Linked DNA regions of Mus musculus: regions 1 and 2 are each linked to region 3. A link is a contact called in public HiChIP or PLAC-seq data. All regions are on one chromosome and are shown on one strand. Each heading gives the region's core, a stretch centred on a gene start, on an enhancer-like site or on the middle of the called end of the contact. The rest is flanking DNA. Distances are from core to core; before and after follow the strand shown. Region 1 has its middle 27 kb from the start of Mir6363. Region 2 holds the start of Dubr (Dppa2 upstream binding RNA). Region 3 overlaps G730013B05Rik (RIKEN cDNA G730013B05 gene).

Region 1 (4,317 bases), core at 1,297-3,796, 150 kb after region 3:
GGTATTGGATGCACCAGTGTAGGGGAATGCCAGGGAGGGAAGACAGGAGTGGGTGGTTGGATAGGGGAGCACCCTAATAGAGGTAGGGGGATTGGGATGGGATAAGGGGTTCCGAGGGGAGACCTGGAAAGGGGGAAACATTTGAAATATAAATAAAGAAAATATGCACAAAAAAGAAAGGGAGGGAGAGAGAGAGAGAGAGAGAGAGAGAGAGAGAGAGAGAGAGAGAGAGAGAGAGAGAGAGAGAATGACTTATAACCAGATCTCATAGGGATTTTCTCAATTGATGATCCTTCTTTTCAGAGAACTTTAGCTTGTGTCAAGTTGACATAAAACTATCCAGCACATGGGGAAATTACCTAAAATACAATATATTAAGTAAATCACTCTGTTGTTTTCCTTTAAAAAAAAAATCAGAAGTCAAAAGAAAAGATAACACCTTTATAATAGACAGACAATGAAGTACAGATCTTAGACTGAAGGAAAATCCTAGCATGTTTTTCTCTGCTTGGTTACTAGAATTAAGACCGTTTTTGGAGTAATTTATAAGGGTGATTTCAAATGATATAAATTTTCCGAAATTAAAGATTGGTTGGAGTAGCTGAGTAGATCTTAACGTTTATGTTGGGCTTTGTTCACAGTTCAGTCACAGTACAAAGTTGGGCTACCTATGTGTCCACAGCCAACTTCATAACTGTGTTAGCCAGATTCTCCATCACTGTGGTAAATAATGGACAGAAATCACTTAGAGTAAGAAGGATTTATTTTGATATGTGGTTTTTGTCAATCACAGTCTGGAGGGCATAGTGAGGCAAAGAAGATTGCCTGATGGTAGGTAGGGGAGAAAGGAAAGAAGTCAGGGAGAGACAGAGACAGAGACAGAGACAGAGACAGAGACAGAGACAGAGACAGAGAAGGAGACAGAGAGCTATGGGTGGGGGTCGGGAGAGCACTAGTAAAGATTCTGTCCTTTGGCAACCTTTAGACTACCAGCTATAGCATGGTACCACCATGTCAGGGCTAGTCCTCTTCCCACTTTGTTCACATCAAGAACCGGCACAGCAGATTGGCTCCAAACCCAGTGACATCACACACAGGTGACAGAAGCCTGCACATCTGCAGCTATGGCTACAACCTGACATTCCCAGAACCCATTTGACTCACCTCCCACCTTTACCTGCAAGCGGCTTCGTCACTATCCAAATAAAGCAGACCCCACTGACCTCTATCTCTCTCTCTTCCCGCTCCTCTTCACTGCCACCTTTGCCCTCTTCCCTAACAACAAACCTCTTCCACATGAAACTGCTTTGGCCTGGTGTGGTCTGTCTGGATGCAAGCCACGATTCTAACACAGCACACTTTGCTCGTCCTTTTTGGGAAACGCCTAGAGGTGTGCTTTACCAATCTCTTTGATGTTTCCCCATCCAATCAAATTGACAATCCAGATTAACAATCACACTTCCCAGAATACACGTTTTATTCCTGCTTGGATTCATCTACTTTTCATCCTATACATACATACATAAATAAATAAATAAATAAATAAATAAATAAATAGATCCTCATATTTTATTAGACTTGGGGCTTGCAGACCGTTTTGTAGGCTGAATACTGATTATTTTTCTACTTGTCTTTTTTTGGGAAATGTGTTGGATTGAGTGGAAATTTGTTCTTACCTTCTTCCCCCCCCCCCAAGCACAGAAAGGGAGGGTTATCCTTTGAGGAAACACACAAACCAGGGACACATAAATCCTCGTTTGTTTCAAGCTGCAGGTCAGACATTTAGCCACAAGCAGGAAGCAGACTTTCTCAGAGAGCAGAAGTTAAATGTACAGTGTTCAAATGGACACAAGCCTGCAGTTCCTACACCAAACGTATGTAAATGTGGTGAGAAAACAGATGCAGCAGTAAGCTAGAATTCAGGCATGTCTGGGCATGCCTAGTGTACTGGCATGGGTACTCCCCCAAAGACCACTTTCAATGAAACTGAGATCTCTAAAGAGTTTGACCCCCAGGGCCAAACCCTTGTTTATATCTATGTGAATGTGATTATAAAAATTGCTCAAATTTGCACTTTCAATTGACTTATATTTATGGTGCCATTAGATTTGAGCTTAAATCCTATGGAAAGCAAAGGGTCTGTACACACACACACACACACACACACACACACACACACACACACACTGCATGCTCCAAGAACTGACTTTCTAGAAAATTTCAAGTGTAAATATACAAACAATACTTTACTATAGTGGGGAACAGGGGACAGCAGACTATACTCTAATAATGATTATATGGAAGAGTCTAAAAATGCCACCCCTCAGCCCCAAACTTTTGATCCTTCGCTCTCTATTGAAAACTAATCTAGACACATTTTTAAAAAAAGAGATTTCAAAGACACAATTAAAGTTTCAGGTTAAGTGGCCATAAAATACAGTGATTATTTGGGTAATCGTAACCCAATCAGATGAATCCCTTGAAGTGGAGGGGAGGTTGTTTGTAGATGGAACAGAAGAGGAAATTAGAGATTCAAAGCTTAGGGGGATTTGCTGCACTGTTTCTTGGATGGGAAAGGAAGAGGTCTTGTGCCAAAGACTGCAGGTGGCCTAAAGAGCTGAGAGTGGTCCCTGGCTGACAGCCAGAAAACAAAATATGGACCTCAGTTCGTATTTGGCAACAATCGGAATAAGTGGACCCTTTCCTAGCAGCCCAACATAAAAGTCCAGCCTAGTGGCACCTAGACCTCAGCTATGCAGAGAGCTCCTCTGACTTACAAACTTGACCTACAGAAGTGAGAGAGAACTCATTTGTGAGGCATCCCATGCGCAACACTTCGCTGTGTGGCAGCAGAAACCTAATACTGTAACAGAATAAGAGATGTAGGTTTGTGTACTGTGGGCCTCAGGTTGCAGGTTGTGGTGGGAGGTCTAGGCACCCAGAGATCTTGTGGTATGTAGTGGGTTCCCAGTGTTGAATAGTGAAGAACAGTCAGAAGAGGCGTGGGAAACTCGGGGAGACAGACAGTTCTTAGAGTTAATGAGTCGCCAGGATCTGCAGGCTGATGAAGTCCAGAAAGAGCAATTGTCCTACTTCATAAAGTCTAAATCTTCTAGTTTACAGTTTAATCTTCTAGCATACATTTTATCTACTAAAAGGAATGCGGCACTTTTGCTGGCTTTCCTGCCTCTTCCAATGTTTAAATTCTCTCTTGACTTCTTCATGAGTCCTGACCCCCCCCCTATCCCAGTTTTTCCTCCTCCCCCTTCCTTCCTCCCTCCCTCCCTCCCTCCCTCCCTCCCTCCCTCCCTCCCTCCCTCCCTCCCTCCCTCTTTCTTTCTTTCTTTCTTTCTTTCTTTCTTTCTTTCTTTCTTTCTTTCTTTCTTTCTTTCTTTCTTTTTTTCTCAAGAGAATGATTTAGTAAATAAATTCTTGGTGATCTAGATAGGAAAAAAAGTCTCTTCTTTATTATTAAATCCTTGTTACTGAGATAAAATAGCAACTCCTTCTCGAGAGACAGGTCATCTCAGTAGAGTTATGTGTCTTTACCACACACTTCCTATTAAAGAACAATGAACAAACATATTATATTGGCCTTTTTAACTAGAAAAACTTGGTGAAGCTTGGCTGAGTGTGGAATCACCATCTTCAAAGCCAGGATATAGATTAGTACAGAGACGACCCCATGACCACTGCAATATAATTTTATTTCGTAGTATAGCTTTACTGAAGTGCTGGCAGAAAACAACTCTTGCGTGGATCTCCTGCGTTTCTGCACATCTTCTTCACAGACACGTTTACAGCGTTGTCCTGGAGTATCTTTTCAAGTCTGTTTACATGGTTAACAGATTCAGAAGATAAAGGCCGGGTCTGGGTACCAGATAAAGGGGAGATGGGTTTGCTGTCCAGCATAGTAAAGATAACACTTTTTCCCAGACCCAAACACAAGCCGGTTTGAAAGGATTTTCCTTTAAAAGTGTGGTGATTCTTAAGCTCAGGGTATCTCACTCAGCTGTAATGCAAACCCTGTGTGTAAAGGATCACCAGAATTTTCTGGTTTTTGTAAAATTATATTATTCTAGCAAAAAGTGCTAAAGACGAGGAAAAGCCCCTGATCTTGTGGAAATGGAGAAGGCAGTCACCAAGGCAGTGGCCAAGGCACTACTGTAGTGAGCTGTGTCGACTTCTTCTTTTTTTTAAATTTGCTATTTTATTTATTTACATTTCAAATGTTATCCCCCTTTCCCATTTCCCCTCCTCAAACTCCCTCTCCAATCCCCCTCTCCCCTGCTTTTATGAGGGTGCTCCCCCACTCAC
Region 2 (4,322 bases), core at 1,223-3,722, 180 kb after region 3:
CAAAACTGTTTACGCTACTTGGTGTGGTATTCCATGTTCCTTTTCTACAAATCCCAGCCTCTAGAAATCTGTTTCTTTTGATTTGTGATCAAGGTGATAGCGTAGAATTGTGAGAGAAGAAGTTTCCACTTTAAAAGGAAGATTTAGGTCAATTGGGTAATCAAATTAAAAAGACTCTTACACGAGATTCCCTCAAATTAATTGTAGGTAGTACATCAAACACTCACACATAAGAGGATGCTATAGGTGAACATTCTTGTGACCTTGTGGGTAGGAAATGATTATTTATAGCTTAGCCAAGGTACTCAATTTACCGGGGGGGGGGGGAACTACACATTTATAATAATCTAACAGTGAGAGAGTTAAAATACAAACTGCAGAGGAGAAAAATGCATTTGGTGGTGGAGCACAGTCAGAATTTATAAGTTTGAAGTCAAGTGTGACTGGCAATCAATAGACACAGCTGAAGAGCCCTTTACTAAAGAGGATATATTAGTGGTTAATAATGGCATGATTCTGCCATCAGTTAACAGAGGTTTTTGTAAATTAACACTATACAACCACCGGATGTTGGGGAAGGTGGAATACTGAGAATTCTTATCAGACCAGGCTAGTGTAACAGTACACATGAAAAGCTCGCACTGTAACTCTAACTGTAAGCACAGGAGATGTCTGAGCTATTCAACATACAGGCATATATATCGAGAGGTGTATTCATGTGACAACAGGTAAGATTAATATTTACCCATGTGAGCACTATTTGTAAGAACACGAAACCTGGAGATAAATGTACAGTATCACTAAGGGAAATTGGCCACACATTATTTGCTTACTACACGATTGGACTTTTAGAGAATGATCCCAACAGGCAAGTCTATAGGCAAGATTGTCGGTTGTTTGGGGCTTGAGGGATAAGGGCTATCTTTGGAGGGCATCTATGACCTGATAGTTATGGTCCCACAAAGTGAATATAAAAAAAAACCCAAATCACATACTTTAAATGGATGAATTGTATGGCTTGAACCATATCTCATTATTACCATTATTAATACAATATTTTGTGTATATCCAAAACACTGGAGACCACACAACATAAGAGTAAAAGAATATTTTTAAACGACCCAATTGCGTGAAACAGCATGCATAAACTCAAATACAGTGTGGAATGAAAGGAGCAGGGCACTGCAGACTATTGGATGGATAACTATTATGACAGAAAGAACAATTAGAATACTTAATGCTAAGGCAGTGTCTATATTTAGCATGAGTGTGCTTTCTTTGTTACGGACTGCGATGAAGGAGGCTTGTACTAGATTATATCATCTAGACTGTTGCCAGAGTATGTTTGTTTAAGTACTGAACTGCATTTGTAATCGGCATACTATTTTCTGTGCTGTTTTTCAACAAATGTTAAACAGCTTCAACAACCTAGTTGTTCAGTAAGTGGTCTTACCAAGTGAGCACTGAAAAAAAAAGAGGGTTAAAAGCATACATAAAGCTTTTCAAGTTGTTTTAAGTTTGTTGGGATTATGTAGAATTTCAACATTCTTCTATACACTTTTCAGTATGTTTTAAATGATCACACTGGACATATCACAGCAAAAGAGACATTATCAAAACACAATAGTTTACCTTTTTACACTAAGCCAATTTATCCAAAGTGTTGGACTTTACTAGCCACGGAAAGTGACCGATTCAGAATAAAAGACTAGCCGGTTTGGCTACTGTTCTAAGAGGTTCCTGGCGGTCTTGACTGGTAACCGGCCAGGGGAGGAGGCGCAAACAGGTACGTGGGATTCCTGGGCTGGTGTTCAGAACCAGGTGCAATCGAAGCCTGGGCATCCTTACAGAAACTGGATCCTTTCTGCAAGCACCAGAGACGCGGCGCCAGCTCCCAGAAAGTGAAGGATTTGCCTGCCATCGCAAATCTGCAAGCGTTTAAGGCCGGCGGCCGTGAGTGGGTGTTTCCTCCTCCTATGCAAGGTTGTGAAAGATGAGTACGTGACAGATTTCGCTCTTCCTGGGGGGCGGGGGTGGGGTGGTCACAGAACTGGTAACTCTCTAATTGGCGACTCTCCAGAGGAATCTTAAAGCACGTAAAGTTTTTTTCTTTTTACCTGGGCTGGCGTTGGCGGGTAAAGAGCGGGGTGTGGCCGGATGCCTTCCGCGGCTCAGGATGCCCTGAACGCTCAGGACGCTCGCACTCTTGGGGCGGAGTCCACTCTGTGTCAGGACACAGTCCCGTTGGGACAAGAGGAGACTCGCATCCCTTCAGCCGGCTTAGAGAAGCGGGAACTTCTTCGGACTCGAACAAGGTGCGATGCCACTCCGAGCAGCCTACGCGGAGCAGTTTCGCCTTTTTTCCATCGCCGGGATCTTCACCGTTCTGACAGGTCTGCCCGTTGCTTTGCAACTTTGCTAGAAGCGCGGCCTGGGTGCGGCTGACAGCTCTACGCACGCGCGGTGCCGGTCCACGTCCCGCCTACCTTAAGGCTCCTCCCACAGAGCAGGTCACGCCCACCGCTTAGCTTTGGCTGCTGGCTGAGCTGCGGCTAGGAACCAGTCGCCGCTGGTGCTGTGGGCGGAAGAACACACACTGGATTCTGAATTAGTTGTGAACAGTGTCTACCTTCCCCCAGAGATAACATCCATACTAGACCTGTGTAAGCGGCGAGATCCTGTGCTTCAACCTAGTTTCTCAGAATAAGCGATTTTTCTCCATCGGGGTTTCTCAAGCACCCGTGGTGGTAGAGATTCGGGCTAGGTGATCATACAATGTGTCCATAAGGTGAAGTGACTTAGTATTTTGCAGCATCCCCGATTTCTAGTCTCTGGGTGGCAGCTTCAATCTCCACCCCTCTTATCTCCCTGATTCTGAGCAACAAGAATATACTCGAATTCTGCTACGTATGTGCCCATATTTGACTACAGGCTTAAAATACAGCAGGGGTCAAGAAATGTAACAAGTTTAGTAACCTCTATCTGATAGAGTTAATATGATTTAATTTCCTCAGTTGTTCCAAAAAATATTCAATTTTTACTTTATCGTTTGTTGGTAGAATTTAAATCTAGGATTAAGTTGATTACATAACACATTTAGATGTCAATTATCGGTCTTCATTCCATTTAGTTCAGTTCTCCACCCCCTCTTTGCTGTTTTCTTGACATTGACTAGGATGGGTCTCCTCCCAGAGTATCCTTCACTCTCTCTATTTGACTGTTTCTGCATATTGGTAAGACTGGTGGAAATTTTACCTAGATGATTTTTCGGTTTTCAAATGACTGTCTACCTATTCTAACAAGATAACTTTATAAAATTCCTTTTCCTCTTTACTTCTAGGGATGTGAGATACCACCTATGTCAATTTCTACACTGTACATGAGTCCTGATCTATATAATTTTTCTTTTCCACATTGATTAGATATTGTCATATTCGAAATTTATCCTTTTTAATTGTAGTCTGTGCAGCGTATTGCAATGTCTGAAAGGGCTTAGGCCTGCCTCATTGCGGCTTGCTTTTACATTATTTTTTCCCATATAAACAATAGAATATAGCTTCATTAAAATACTTTTGGAGAAACGGAGAATAATTTGATGTGCTTTCCCATTGGAGAACGGAATTTATCTTTCCTTTTATTGAAAATCCAGTTCTGTGACATTCAACAAGACTTTCTAGTGTTTTCCATATAGGATGCTTACATGTCTTGCTTATAGCGTAGTCCCTTTTGCATCTGCACTGTAAAAGAGCCTCATCCTATCTCTTCTTCCTCATGAGTGCTTGTTGCCCCAAACGACGACCATAATTTCTGTATGTAATTTTATATCTTGCTGTTAGGTTTAATTTGTTGCTGATTCAGGAGCTTGTCATCGGAGAACATCTTGCTTTTATGTCATTGTAGCCGTTATCCACTAAAGCTCAGACTGCCCTTGCTTGGCTCTTCTTACCTGACAGAGCTCCAAGGGTCTCCATGCGAGCGTCCTTCCTTCCTGAGGTGATATCAGCTCCCGTGTCAGCTCCCAGGCTTATTCCGGGGTGGTTCCCACTGTGTTGTTCCAGACTGAAAACCAACCGTTGCCCAGGGAGCCCTTACAGCTTCTGAGGCAGCCAGCTGACTGCAGCCTGTGAGCTTCAGGATGCTCATTGGCTTGGCATGGCTTCTGACTCTTCCACAAAATATTTAGAAAATATGTAATTTTTTTAAAGAGAGAAAAATAAAAGCCAATTTGTGGTAACAGTAATCTTCTACGTGAAAGATGATAGTATATTTGCTTACCCAATATTTTATCTCACCTCCTCTCTTTCAGGCTGAAAAGGATGAAT
Region 3 (3,689 bases), core at 452-2,951:
GTGGAACAACATTATGAACTAACCAGTACCCCGGAGCTCTTGACTCTAGCTGCATATGTATCAAAAGATGGCCTAGTCGGCCATCACTGGAAAGGGAGGCCCAATGGACTTGCAAACTTTATCTGCCCCTGTACAGGGGAACGCCAGGGCCAAAAAGTGGGAGTGGTTGAGTAGGGGAGTGGGTGGGAGGGTATGGGGGACTTTTGAGATAGCATTGGAAATGTAAATGAGGAAAATACCTAATAAAAATATTTTTTTTAAAAAAGAAGAGCATCTTAAGCCAACAGGGAATGAGCACAATAAAAATGTTTTCCTTCATGGCATTTGTCTCAAAGTTATTCTCATCGCAAAGTTCTCCCTCATAGCATTATGTAGAAGAGCAAAGGAGATGACACTTGAGAAATGGGAGAAAAGCAAGCAAAATTTTGTCTTTTGGGTTGAAAGTCACAGATATTGTCGTCATGTTGACAACGTTTGCCTTTTCCTTCACCAGCTTCACTACCTCTTTTTGATTCTTGACTAAAGGTCACTGAGCTTGCCTATGAACTTTCGCACCATTTTAGAGACATTAGTCAGATTACAGAACATATGTAGTCCTCCTACTGACTCCCAGTCAGCTGTATACTTACTGAAGTGAAAAACTGTGTTTCTCTTCAACAACGGACAGACAGATCATTTCTTTGAGAGGAACACACATGCAAAAGTCAGTCTTAAAAAATATATCAATTCTCTTGGCTTGATTTGTGATATTTTGAGCACACAGTTCAATTTTCATCTTCCCTAGTGTGCTTACTACCCGAGATTAGCTGCATGCAAGGCAAAGTTTATTTCTGGGCACAAGTCAGCTGCGGTATACTGCAGTGTCCAGGGCAGAACAGCCCTGCTGAATTTTCTCTTTTCTGGAACTCCTATTTTTCGCTCAAGTGTTTCCCTTTAATTGTGATTAATAAGACAAAGAGGTGGCTCAGCAGGTAAAGGCTCTTGCTATACAAGCTTGGCGATCTGAGCTTAATCGCTAGAACCCATGTCATGATGGAGAGAGAGAACAACTCCACACAGTTGTCTTTTGACCTCCACACACATGCTGCAACCCCCACCACACACACACTGCATATACAGAAACACAATAGTAATAACTAAAAGCTTGTGATGAAAATGTATATAATATAACATTTATTTTATTAGCTATTTCCAAGCGTAGGTGAGCATTTGGCACTGAGGAAGCCTTGGGTGAGTGTAAGGATTAATGAAGTCCTGAGAGAATGTGAGTCATTGAGAAGGATCAATGTTGCAGACCCATGAAAATAGGCAAAGCTTGATTTCAAGGACCAATGCCCCAGACCCACAGGAACTGGCAATACACAAATGTTTACGACTTGGACCAGTGCTAGCCAAACTAGAAACTACTGCTTCCTTCTTGCAGAAGACTGCTTTTCTGCTGAGAACTGCTTCTGACATAGCTCCCCCATACCCCGCACCCTCTGCGTACATCATAAGCCACTAGGGGTCCAGGTTGCTGTGCCAATCTTGCTGCTGTAGGAGAATGAACACAGCCCTACCTGATCGCAGCTTTTTTTGTAAGTGTGTCTGTCCTTTCTTCATTGCTTCTTCTCCCCAGTGAGGTTTTCAGGACGAAGCCAGACAGGACGTGGCCGTGCAGTAGTGTTTACTCTATTTACATCTGAAGGACAAAAACTTGTAAAACAGAAACTATATCTCTAAATAACTTCCTTTTTCCCCCTCTGCCCTGAGCCCCAAGAAACCACTATTGGCTTTCTGTTTCTATGATTTTGACTGGTCAAGCTCACACAGGAATGGAAATATACCATGCCTAACATTTTGTGATATCCTGGTGATCTGTGTGTACCTGCTGTTTGTCCTGGAGTCACCTCTCAGAGGGGAGAATGAGAGAACCAGACAATATTTATGTACTGTGATGAATGCGGGTTAAGATGTCTTTTCTTAGTCTTTTAGATAAATATAAATTGTCACATTTTCTTTCTCCAGTCCAGTACATGTTGTGTAACTCCTTGTCAATGCCTCCTGGCCCGAAATCCCAAAGGGGCACACATTCGAGGAACACACAATGTGCTTGAACTAAGCTTCTCACTGGAAACACAGGCCATGGTAACTGGATTGTGCTTCAGTAATAGGATAGCTCAAAAGATTTCTTGAATCATGTGGGCTTTGCACAGGGGAAAAAAGGAGGGAATTTATCTCTGTGATTGTTGCCAGGTAGTGAGGAGCCTTTTAAGACTGAAGTTCTCAGTCTTACCGGTGGAGAGGGCTGTTGTACAGAACTCTTCGGGGAAAGACATAGGCAGAACTCCACCCACCAGCCAAAGCCAGGAGGAGGATGGTTTCTTGTGGAGTTTCTACAGAGCCCTTATTTGGGTCGGCGCTTGGAGAAAATAATGAAGCAGTCTTGTTCTGTTTCATTGTATGATGGTCTCAGAATGTCCTTGTTTGATGTGGATGGTCTAGGAGGTTGTTTATCTACAACAGGGAGCATGTTCCTTCCTTAGAGGAAACATGGAAAACATTACATGAGAGAAGCATCCGAAGTGTTGAGCAGATAATTCTGGAGCGAGAACTTAACATAGTAAAGATGGACTTTCATTATTTCCCTCTCTGTCATGGGAAACTAATAAATGCCTTTCTTTATTCATTAAAGAGAAACTTAGTGGGTAGCAAATGTTTACTGTGATGCAATGGTGAACGAGCATACATAGCCTCTGACAGCATGGCCCGTAAGACAGCTCAATAAGAAGAGGGTGAAAAGTTACAGGAGATGTCCCCTGCCACACCTTGGCCATGTTGGGAACTGTTTCTATGATAAAGCGATGTTGACGGTGGTTCTACCAGATGGATGAGCACTGTCTAGAGGCTTGCATTAGATGGAAGGCAAGGGATAAACTCTGACAAAGAGTGAGGGACCATAGTGCAGTGTGTCCAATGAAAAAAAGAAACAAGCCAACTAAAGACAACAGAAAAGTCTCTCACTTTCTAAATACACTCTATAGGAAACTGTTTTTCTTCCATCTTGCACACACTTGCGTGTGCCTCATGCGGTAGTGATTACAGCTCCTTTATTAATTGATGATGATACAATGTTGTGAGCATGCTAAGTGCAGCACATTTGCTCACAAAATGGTGATAAACGTGATTACTGTTTCGGTGGAGCCCCTGTTTACTCGCTGTCATTGGAGTTTCAACTGTCTGCTCTGCTTCGTGCAGCAGACAGCTGCTTTGCAACACGGCTGATTTGGTGACTATATTTGGCCTTTCCTTCCTTGGCTTGGGACTGAACCCAGGAATGACTATTAACAGAGAGGGAAAAAAATGGTCAGAACTAATTGCAAAGTCCTTTGCTAACATATCCTTCTGCAATGTCAACTGCTTTCTCAGTTTCCAAGGCACTAGCATATGGCTTTAAAAGCACCCGGTTGGACTCTGTTGTGGGAACTTCTTGTCAAATACATATTCATGAGCTACTGTGAATTATCTTGATATATAAGCTTTTTGGCTAGGACCTACCAAATACATAATCATAACCCTTTGAGCTTCCAGTATTACCTCTAATATTACACACAATTTTTAGAGAAATAGCTGGACAAAGGAGATCATAGCAGCTTGTATCTTCTCCATTGCTTTAAAACACTTCAATATTATCATCTGTCATTAATAAA

What was found. HiChIP or PLAC-seq counts read pairs in DNA pulled down with a chosen protein or histone mark.
Region 1: an H3K4me3 HiChIP or PLAC-seq map of bone marrow-derived macrophages shows a contact between it and region 3, with 2.9 times the contacts expected there. The contact joins two enhancer-like sites. A contact is called at or near these places in 3 of 484 Hi-C or Micro-C datasets (cochlea, myeloid progenitors and nephron progenitors), 1 of 115 datasets of contacts at active chromatin or transcription factors (bone marrow-derived macrophages) and 1 of 9 other capture datasets (embryonic stem cells).
Region 2: an H3K4me3 HiChIP or PLAC-seq map of bone marrow-derived macrophages shows a contact between it and region 3, with 3 times the contacts expected there. The contact joins the promoter of Dubr here to the enhancer-like site in region 3. A contact is called at or near these places in 18 of 39 promoter capture datasets (the 3T3-L1 cell line, 3T3-L1-derived adipocytes, the C10 cell line and 10 more), 23 of 484 Hi-C or Micro-C datasets (the 3T3-L1 cell line, 3T3-L1-derived adipocytes, the STO cell line and 15 more), 12 of 115 datasets of contacts at active chromatin or transcription factors (acute myeloid leukemia, bone marrow-derived macrophages, embryonic basal ganglia and 7 more) and 1 of 9 other capture datasets (embryonic stem cells).

What each region holds. Positions count from the first base shown.
Region 1 is chr16:50,698,440-50,702,756 of GRCm38.p6, forward strand. No RefSeq gene overlaps it. Among named protein-coding and RNA genes, the nearest start is that of Mir6363, 27 kb to the right of the region's middle. Within about 2 kb of position 2,547, at least 29 of the 459 cell types and tissues checked have an H3K27ac peak or open chromatin away from gene starts, as enhancers often do. A contact at or near this core is called in bone marrow-derived macrophages, where this site is marked.
Region 2 is chr16:50,730,301-50,734,622 of GRCm38.p6, forward strand. It overlaps Dubr (Dppa2 upstream binding RNA), which reads right to left and starts at 2,473. Exons shown (of 2, transcript NR_028300.1): 1 at 2,118-2,473.
Region 3 is chr16:50,550,595-50,554,283 of GRCm38.p6, forward strand. The region is part of intron 3 of G730013B05Rik (RIKEN cDNA G730013B05 gene); the gene reads left to right. Among named protein-coding and RNA genes, the nearest start is that of G730013B05Rik, 26 kb to the left of the region's middle. Within about 2 kb of position 1,702, at least 8 of the 459 cell types and tissues checked have an H3K27ac peak or open chromatin away from gene starts, as enhancers often do. A contact at or near this core is called in bone marrow-derived macrophages and macrophages, where this site is marked.